Linked DNA regions of Gossypium arboreum: region 1 is linked to region 2. Evidence: chromatin contacts called from public Hi-C data. All regions are on one chromosome and are shown on one strand. Each heading gives the region's core, a stretch centred on a gene start, on an enhancer-like site or on the middle of the called end of the contact. The rest is flanking DNA. Distances are from core to core; before and after follow the strand shown.

Region 1 (5,431 bases), core at 120-2,619, 810 kb after region 2:
ATATATGACCCTACACAAGAAGGGGCGGGGGGGGGGGGAATACCAACCTGAGTGACAAAAATGCCATTTTCATTGAGTTTGGGCTTAAGAATTTTCTCATAAAATGATTTTGTATAAAGTTGATAGCAAGGCCCTCCTTCAACAGGATCTGCTAAATCTCCAACTATGATATCAAATTTCTCAGTCCTCTTCTCCAGTTCAGCCCTTAATATTCATACACAAGTATATAGTAATTAGCTCAAATTCCTTTGAAGCAAATGGACATCAAATAAGCTCAGTATACTTACTTGGCATCATTAATAACAAGGTTAAGCTTTTTGTTGCAAAATGCATCACGGTTCACAGTCAGGTACCTGCGGCAGAAATTGACCACTTCCTGCAGTTGTTAAATTATCAGTGGTGCCCTCCAAACACTAAAAAGAAAAAGTAAATGGAAATATATTAAAAAAAATGAGACCAAGAATTTCACCTCATCAATATCACACATTACAACTCCATCAATAAATTTATGCCTGAGTGCTTCCCTTGCTGCAGACCCTTCCCCTCCCCCCATTACAAACACAGTTTTGGGGCTGCACAATTGGTAAGAACAATATATGTTACTACTTTACAGATAAATGGAAATGGAGTACTCATAGAGACATTGACTCGATAGCCACCAAAAATAATAATAAAAAAAAGGACTCACTTCGAGTGGAACAAAAGAGCTGGATGAATTAAGCATTCATGGTAAATAAATTCATCAACTTCGGCACTTTGCATTTTCCCATCAATCACCAATACCTACATAAGCAATTATTCAAACAATCGGAGATTAGAAAACTTGAAAAAAGGATGAAACAAAACAATGAATGCCTATAGGTATACCTTGCCAAAACGTTTAGTGTCCAAAAGGGCTATATCTTGATACTCACTAGAACCTTTATACAGTACACTGTTAAGAGAGATACAAAGAGATGAGAGTTGGTTTAAGATATTGAATTATGAATCAAAGAAAACCCAAAGTTGTTTGCTTTTATCATGTTTTGAGTAATGTGCATATGATGAAGAAAGATTAGGGTGAAACCTTTTCAAAGCAAAGGACCATTTGAGATCCTCATCAATTTCCTCTTCATACCAAGAATCAAACTGGCGAGTCTCGTCAACAGGTGGTTGGTTCTTTGTTGTTCCATTACAGATTTTAGAGAAACCATTTGGATAAAAGATCTCAACAGCCTCACCCATTATCGAATAACCTAAAAACAAAAGAGAAAAACTTGAAACAAAACAAGACAGGATAAACAGAAGATTGAGCAAGAGGTGGCAAAGTGTGAGGATGGTAACACCAAGGTTACGTGCTTTTTATAGCACTTTTAACACACTAGAAACCCAATAATTTTTTATTTTTTTTTAAAAGAAAGGCATAATCTTGTAGATAATTATGGGTTTTGGCTAACACGGGCAATGATTCTGTCACAGACAGTCCCACGGATTTTCTGTTCCTCACGCCAATTATCATGGTACTACATTGGTTCATGAAAATGGTAACCTCATCAATGGTGACAACCCACCAAAGGTTGTTTCCTAGTGATGTTCTAAGCTGGCATTGGCAGTATAATGAAAATACCAAGAGATATTATTTTTTCTCCTTTTTTGGAGGCCTCCACGGCCATGTGTTGGCATCTAAAGTTAGATTGGGTGAAATTTCCCAGAGATTGACTGTCATTCTAGAATTTTGAAAGGAAAAGCATGCGCATGCATATGATATTATCTACCCCTATAGGTTTGGTGGATACAATGAAAAAGGATGAAAATCGGGAATATATGTCCGCGTGGGTTACTGTGGGCCCCAACTTGTACATGTGGTCTTCCACGATATTGACACGTGGATAAAAGTACATGTGGCACTGTTTTTTTTTATTTTTGGGTAGGGGAAATGATGGGGTCCACTAAGAAAGGTTTTTTCTTTTTGGAAGGGGGTCCACTATGCGAGTTAAAAAGTGGTGATACTTTGTGTATTTTTGGATTAATTGTTTTCCTTTTTTAGCCAACCTTTTGTCCTTTTCCTCGGTCACCAGCACTATGCTCAAATCAAGAGGGGATTTTTCTGGTCTAATTTTGATTTTAGTCCCTTTTGTTTATGTTGAAATTTACAATTTAATCTCTTTAATTTGATACAGTTTGATTCTTCTATTTTTTTATGATGTTTGTTAAAATTGAACGTCGATAATAGCAATATAGAATATCGCAAAGCAATAAAAAAGAAAAATAAAACACAGATTTTATATGGAAATCCTTTCGGAAAAAAATCACGGGTAAATGAGAAGAAAAATTCACTAATGTTGAAAATTGAACGATACATGAAGAGTTCGATTACATCTATTTAAATGTTGAAAAATCTTATTCTAATCAATGTCAAATAAAAGAATTGTAGTTCTATACGGATTCTACTCGTGCAACATAGTCTCAGTAATGTTACTGTTATTTTAACAAGATCCCCTAGTTTTGCCATTGTATTTTATTTTAACAAGAAATTGGGTCACACAACTCTAACAATGTTATTGTTAGATACATATTCTGATAATTTTATTAATTGTTCTGGCTAAAGTAATGGTAGTTTTTCATGAATTTTTTTAATACCATTTACATTGTTATTATCAAAAAAATGTTGGATACAATGATAAAACATATTGTATTTCAAAAGAGTGAATTTAAGTTTAAATTTTAAAATAACATTACCCGGAGAGGGTAGCTACAAGCCCTCGAAAGGTTTAGAAGTCAACTATTAGAGGGTAGTTATCAATTTGGGTCTACTAATAAATTTATAAAGGTTAAATATCCATCAATCTCTGAAGTTTGAAATTTAGTCCATATATTTAAAAAATAAAAAATTTAAATAATATTTTTTTCTATTTAGAAACCACAAATCAATGTTATTAATTTTTAGTCTAAATTTACTATCAATACACCCACGCAATCAAATTAACTTCATAAACAAACCATTATGAATTCAATAAACATACATTACAACAAGTAAAATCTGATGACCAAATATTATCGATTTCAATTATTTGACTAGAATTTTGAACAAAAAGTTAGAAATAAATAAATTTTAGCTTTCTAAGTATAGAACTAATCTCAGATTTCACTAATGTATAGAGAATAACATATGTTGACTCATTATAAAAGTAAATAGAGTAAAGTATATCAAATTAAATTAGAGAGATTAAAACCTCAATTTCAATATAGTAGAGGGGCTAAACTAGAATTAGACCTTTTCTGTGAGTGTGGGATTATGGCTAAGTGGGAGTACCATATCCAACTGACTAAAGCCTACCAGAGAAGAAGAATGAGGGACAAATGGGGACCCTATGTAATTGCAATAAGAGGGGAATTTATGGGTCCCCAACCCCAATAAAAATGTGTTTCTGTTGTGGGAGATGAGAGCATTCTTAAGCGTGGGGTGACTCCACTTCGATAAAAAAAACAAAAAAGGTTTTGTGGAAATCCCACTTTAATATTGTATTTAGAAGTGTTCATGGATTAGATTAAGTTAAACTTGAATCAAATTTTTATAGGATATTAATATATTTTATATTTATATAAATCTTAAAATTGATTTAAATATGACACTTTGTTAGTAACTAATTCAAACCCAATATATTTCTGCATATTATTATTTTAATTTCTTAAAAGAAAATATTAGGCTTTTTCCCATCATATCTCCTCCTTGCTTCTCTGCGGAGATATTGTTGCTCTTTGGTTAGATTTCAAAATGACCCATTTGTCTCTCTCCTATATGTCATAATGCCAGAGAGAAAAATCTTCATTCAAAGCTTTTCTTTATATGTTTATAGCGGGTAGCTTTTTATTATCAATTATTACTCCCAAAAAATCACCCATTGATTTCATCCACATGCACCAATTCTTTTTCCTTTTCTTTCTTTTTTGATATGATATGCTGTTGGATATTCTTTACTTGTGATGTAGGGCAAGTGTGGCAACTTATATCCTGGTATACAAATTCCATAAATGAATCCCAAGTATTTAATATCTTTTGTCTTTGATGTTAAGCTTAGTTACATCGTAATTCATGGCTTAAGATTCTTAATATATCTTACAACAATCTCTAGTGGGCGCTAGATTTGTTGCCATCTAATTATTTGAAGCCCTTGTTTGTAATTTGCTTCGGATGAATTTGGTTTTGAATTCATCTTTATAGTACAACTTACTAAAGGTTAGTTTTCTATTGCGAGTGATAGAAAAATATTGTTAAGAAGTGTAGTTTGTTAATTTTAATTTTTCTATTATTACTAAAATTGTTGTTAAAGGTTAAAATATTCTTTTAGATATAATAGTAGAAAGTCAATTTAAAATTAGTTAAGTTATATGATATTTAAATGATTTAATATAATGGTAAATGAATATAAATTATTTGTACAATTAATCATACATACAATATTTTAAAACTTAAATATAATAAATTATACTTAAATAATTTAATATAATGATACATAAATTATAAATTAATCTAATTTTTATGTATCTTTTAACTAGTTAATATAAATAAGGGTATTTAGATAATTTTCACTTCCAAATGTAAAAACCAAAAGTACCTAAATTTTAGCTTATGCATTTAGGTGAAAAACACCTTTCTACTTAAATTTTGACCTCAAAAGCCAAGTGTTCTTCATTATTTTTGCTGTGAAAAAAGCACTTTTGGAACCTCAAACGCAATAAAGAGCATGACCTATTTATGAAATGGAACTTGTTAATATTGGTTTTTATGATAAAAGGAACCCTAGAACTTGAATATCTTATATAAAAAATATATTTAATTATACAAATAAGAGTTATCGACAAGTGTTGGAAAGGACAACCACAAATCTCAAACATGGACGAAAAAATAAATATGAAAGATAAAAAAAATTGATAAGGGTTAAGTTGTAAAATTAATTATAGACATTTTCATATTATAATTTTCTAAAACTATAAATAAATAATTTATTTATATCGTTATAATAATGTCTACGATTTTTAATGAAACTTACTTAGTATAAAGTAATTCATATTGCCCTAGGTTTTAATATTGTTGGCAAAATTAAGGTCTTAAGAATTTAAGTTTGAGGTTTAAGTCCTAATATATAAAAATTATGAGTGAAATAATTAATTAAACTTAAATAATTAAATTTAGTACTTATAATAATCGATTTTAATTAAAATTGTTGATATAACTATTTTCACTTAGAGTTACATCACATTCATATCTAACAAATAAGATTTAATTGAAAATTTATATGGATAACTAATAAAGGGAACTAGACATTTAGAGAAGGGTGTTTTATTGGATAAGCTGAGAAACATTATTTTGAGCAGTTGAAACATAATGGTGGAGAAGAAGGGAATGGGAGTGGGATATTGGAGCACCAAAGGAAATTGCCGTAGTGCTAAA
Region 2 (5,010 bases), core at 1,354-3,853:
ATTTTCAAAGCTCCAAGAACCTATATTTTTCATGGAAAATTCGACTAAGAAGAAGAGAATGAAGAGAAAAAGATGAAGGCTAGGCATAGGTATTATTTTATCACCAAAAATGACATCATTCACCTAATATTTTTGACCATTTGATTTTTCTAATACTCATGACTGGCCAACACTTTCAAAAAGGGTTTAATTTCCATTTAAAGACCCTAAATTTTAGTTCTCTATCTAATTAACACATTTGGTTACTAAAATGCAACTTTTGCCTTTTATGCGATTTAGTCCTTTTTCGCAATCGGGCTCACAAACATTAAAATTGACCACCAAATTTTTCATACACTAATATAATCATGTTATAACCTCATAATTTTAATAAAATAAATTTTCTAACTTCAGATTTGTGGTCCCGAGACTACTGCTCTGACTAGGCCCTAAGTCGGGCTGTTACATGGACTTACTAAGCTTTAATGCTTACCCCTTTCATTTTCATCTTTTTAGTGTCTCCAAGCTATCTCAGGGATCGAAGGACATCGGAGACTCAATCACATTATCAATTGGACATTTGGGTATAGTTAGTCTCAACATTTCGAGTATGGCATGTATAGGGGACTTGGTTATTTTGTTATGTGTCATATTAATTAGCCAAATGAGTTGGCTCATGATGGTATTATGGTTCATTTTGTATAAGGCCATGAGAAGTTTCTTATATTTACTTCTCGATTTGTAACCCTAATTATTTATGCATGCATGCAATGTGTTTATACTTCGTGATGTGGTTAGTGGTTGCTTGTTGGTAATAGATGTGATAAATGGCACATATGCTTAATGAATGAATTGGGACTAATAGGTATGACCATAGCTATGGTCTAATTGAGTAGATTAAAGGTAGGTTTATAAGGAAGAATAAATATGAAATTGGTGTGGAATGCCATATGAAAGCATGATGGTTTGATCATATGATATGTTGACCTTACAAAGTCATGGATTAATCATAATTGTGAGTATTTGAGTGACTAAATATGCTATGTTGCATGCCATCAAAAATGTATAACTGAGTGAGCATTTAAGGGTGGCAAATGGCTTGGAAAATAGCCTCAAAGTTGTCCACACAGGTAGACACACAGGCATGTGTCTAGGCCATGTGTGACGCACGATCTGCCCCCCATGGGCATGTAGTCTGGCCATGTGTCCCCTGCATTTTAGTTTTACAAAACAGAATGCCCAGTAGTAAACACACGGGCTAAGACACGGACGGGCATGTGTCTTGGCCGTGTGAGGGACATGGCTTGGAAACATGGGCGTGTGCCCAGGCCGTGTGAAGTCTGCACCATTTTATGAAAAATTATAATTTTAATCAACCACACGATCTAGCCACACGGGCGTGTGACACGGCCGTGTAACTATATTTTGGTGCTAATGTCATAAACAGAGAGTTACACGGCCTGCGGACACGGGCATGTCGAGGGCACACAAGCGTGTCTCCTATCTCCACTCAGGCGTGTGCCCCTGTTTCATGAAAATTTTTCTAAGTTTTTCCAAAATTTTCTAAAGTTATCAGCTTAGTCCTGAACTACTCTCAATGTATGTTTTGGGCCTTGTAGGCCCATATAAAGGACAATTTGCATATGTATGAATGAATTTGATTTGAATAAAATTTTATGACCCGGTTTTGTATGTTTGCTTGAGTATAAGTCCGGTAACACCTCGTACCCTATTCTAACGTCGAATACGAGTAAAGGATATTACATGGCCCCAAAGACGATGACCAAAGGCCAAGTTCTTACCTACCTCTTTATGCATTGGAGGCAGGGTTTCACTTCCCCATCCATTTATTTGTGGGTGAAGTTTTAAAATGCTATGGCGTTACACCAAGGTAACTAATCGGAGCCTCTTAGTGGATCATTTTAGGATTCATCATCCATTGTAGTGAACGGGGGAAGTAGCCCTAGCTAAGGGTCTTCCAAAACCTCTTCTAATTCACCTAAGTAAATCAAGCTACCTAACAAGGTTACTATACTTTGCCAAATGACAAAGGACCCTTTCGTGAATACTACGTCACCATCATCTCTACTTTGTTTGATCTTAATATCAACAAATATGAATCAATATTTTATTTAAATAAAAAAATTTAAAAATAAAATATTGTAATTATTATCCCTTGAATTTTTAAAATTACATTATTTGTTGTTGTAATTAAACGATCCTTTTCGATTCAATCTTAGTGTTACTACTACGGTTAAAGCCAAACACACAAATTACCATTAATTCTAATATCATTATTGTAATATTCAACCTCAACAATATAATAATTAATTTCACCACTATAATTATTTTTAATTTAATCGGAGATAATCTGAACAATGATTTAAATGGAACCTCAGTCTGTATCCAATTTTATACCCTCGGTAATCACCAGTTTAACCACCCGATGTCAATGGAGGGATTTTGTTTATGGAATTTTAGTTAAGTCGGGTGGCAAGAGAAAGAGTTGGGTGAGTCGACTAGCTGAGCTGCTTGAACCAAGTGAGCCTTAAAGCAGGCTAATAAAGCTACCCCAAATGAAAAGCGACGCGTGTCCACTTCCATCGCACCCCCAAAACCCTTGCTAAAATCCATATACCCCTTGTCCTTCTTTCCTCTCTTACCGTTAAAAGCTATCCATTTCGCCACATCTCTCTTTCCATTTCCTTCTTATTAACTCTATCCATTTCGCTTTCTGTGTAAACTCCACTTTTCCTTTTCCTTTTCCCTTTCCTTTCCTTTAGATTCTTTGCTTTTGAGATCTGTGTTCTCTCTCTCTCTCTGTCTTTGTTTTTGTCATTCGTTTGTTGCCTATCGACAAAAGAAGATGAAGAAAAAGTCTTGAAGATGTTGCATAGATTTGGTTTTTTCCTGGTAAGAATCAAAGATAAAATCTGGGGTTTTCGTATAGTGAGTAAATGCTTGACTTATTTCTGCTGATTCACGTTCGATCCCAAATTTGGCTGCGCAAAAGGAAAAAAAGGAAAAACAACAAAACCCCTATTCTTCTTCTTCTTCTTCTTTGATTTTGCAACTAATAGTAACTATAGAAAGAAAGTCATAATTTTTCCTTTTCTTTTCCAGTCCAAATACTATAAGATTAAAAACCCATCATAAATTTTCAATTTTCTTTGCCTTTTTGATAATCTTCTTTTGAGCTGAGTTGGTTTGTGATTAACTGTGGTGATTGTGAAAAGGGTAACCCAAAAAAACAAAATCAGATTTTACTTAGTTGAACTAAACATATTATAAAAGTGGCGAAGATGAGTTTAAGTGCAGCTGAGGATGATTCAGGGTCAGAGATTCATATCCCAGCAGATATAGATTGGCACATGCTTGATAAATCCAAGTTCTTTTTTCTTGGTGCCGCTTTATTTTCAGGTGTATCAGCTGCTCTTTACCCTGTAGTTGTCTTGAAAACTAGGCAACAAGTCTCATCTACTCAAGTTTCTTGCTTTAAAATGTCATTCTCCATCATGAGATATGAAGGACTGAGAGGATTCTACAGGGGTTTTGGTACCTCTTTGATGGGGACAATCCCAGCTAGGGCACTTTACATGGGAGCCCTTGAGGTTACCAAGAGCAGTGTTGGCACTGCAACTGTTAGTTTAGGATTTTCGGATACTACAGCTACTGCTTTAGCTAATGCAGCTGCTGGGTTGAGCTCAGCTATGGCTGCGCAACTGGTTTGGACCCCAATTGATGTTGTAAGCCAGAGACTAATGGTTCAAGGATATAATGACAGTAACAGTAGCAAAAATGTAAATCTCAATGTGAATTTTTGTAGATATAGGAATGGTCTTGATGCGTTTAGGAAAATTCTATATGCAGATGGTCCTAAAGGATTATACAGGGGATTTGGGATCTCGATTTTGACATATGCACCGTCTAATGCGGTTTGGTGGGCATCTTACTCTGTTGCACACAAGCTCATTTGGAGTGGCATCGGTTGTTCTATGGGTAAAAAAGATGAGAGTGGAAGTATTGTGATGGGGTCTGGTTTTAGGCCTGATTCAAAGGCCTTGGTGGCGGTCCAAGGGTTAAGTGCAGCCATGGCTAGTGGCATTTCAGCTTTAATCACTATGCCACTTGACACCATCAAGACCAGATTACAGGTTCTGGATAGAGAAGAGAATGGAGTAAGAAAACCATTGAATATACTGCAAACAGTGCGGAATCTAGTTCAAGAAGGCGGATTGGCAGCTTGTTACCGAGGATTGGGACCAAGATGGGCATCAATGGCTCTGTCTGCAACAACCATGATAACCACCTATGAGTTCTTGAAGCGGTTATCAACTAAGAGCCAAGAGCAATTGACATCATGAAAAAAAAAAGGGAGGCTGAGGGCTTTAACCGGTTTGCTTAGTAACAAGGGTCACCACTTGTAAATTATTTTCTTCCTTTGGCTTTCCTATGATGAGCATCACCTGCATATTAATGTAAAACATGTATCTAGCAGTTTTTCCTTCTTTTTTTCATCTGGATCACGCTGTAATTATGTATCTTTCATGTTTTCAATCTAAATCATGGTTCAATCCTTCACTACCCCAAGTTTTTGAATCAATGTTGTTATTGTTCTTTGAATGATTCTGGCCTCTAACTAAATACTCGAATATTAAACGCTAACGAGTAAGCGAAAAAATAATTGAGACAATAAGGTAATAGTTGAGGCTTCCTATTTTGGGGTCCTTTTAACTCATGGAAGTTACCAAATCTGTCACTTTTACCCTTTACTCGAAACCAAGTAAAATCATTGGGAGATTGGGCAGTCAACTTGTCTTTTTCATGAAAACAGTAAATAATGTCTCCTTCCATTTTAAAATACATGAGATTAACACTTAGAAAATATGTTAAGCTAATTACTCAAAAAGGCATTCTTGGAGAGACACAGGAACTTCACATGCTTCATTCATCACTGAATAACACAAAGATTTAAATAATTGGCAATAGCTTCCCCCAACAATTTTCTAGTCTATCATTCTCAATCTATTT

Evidence for each region. A called contact is a pair of places that touch in the nucleus more often than the background predicts.
Region 1: a contact with region 2 is called in a Hi-C map of leaf, with 6 times the contacts expected there. The contact joins the promoter of LOC108472457 here to the promoter of LOC108450125 in region 2. A contact is called at or near these places in 2 of 5 Hi-C or Micro-C datasets (both in leaf).

Annotation. Positions count from the first base shown.
Region 1 is chr6:113,444,196-113,449,626 of ASM2569848v2, forward strand. LOC108472457 (thermospermine synthase ACAULIS5) reads right to left here and starts at 1,370. Exons shown (of 10, transcript XM_053029582.1): 1 at 1,067-1,370; 2 at 868-934; 3 at 689-783; 4 at 470-572; 5 at 288-376; 6 at 48-204. The coding sequence starts at 1,224.
Region 2 is chr6:112,632,920-112,637,929 of ASM2569848v2, forward strand. It overlaps LOC108450125, which reads left to right and starts at 2,604. Exons shown (of 1, transcript XM_017747611.2): 1 at 2,604-4,569. The coding sequence starts at 3,282. The coding sequence ends at 4,343.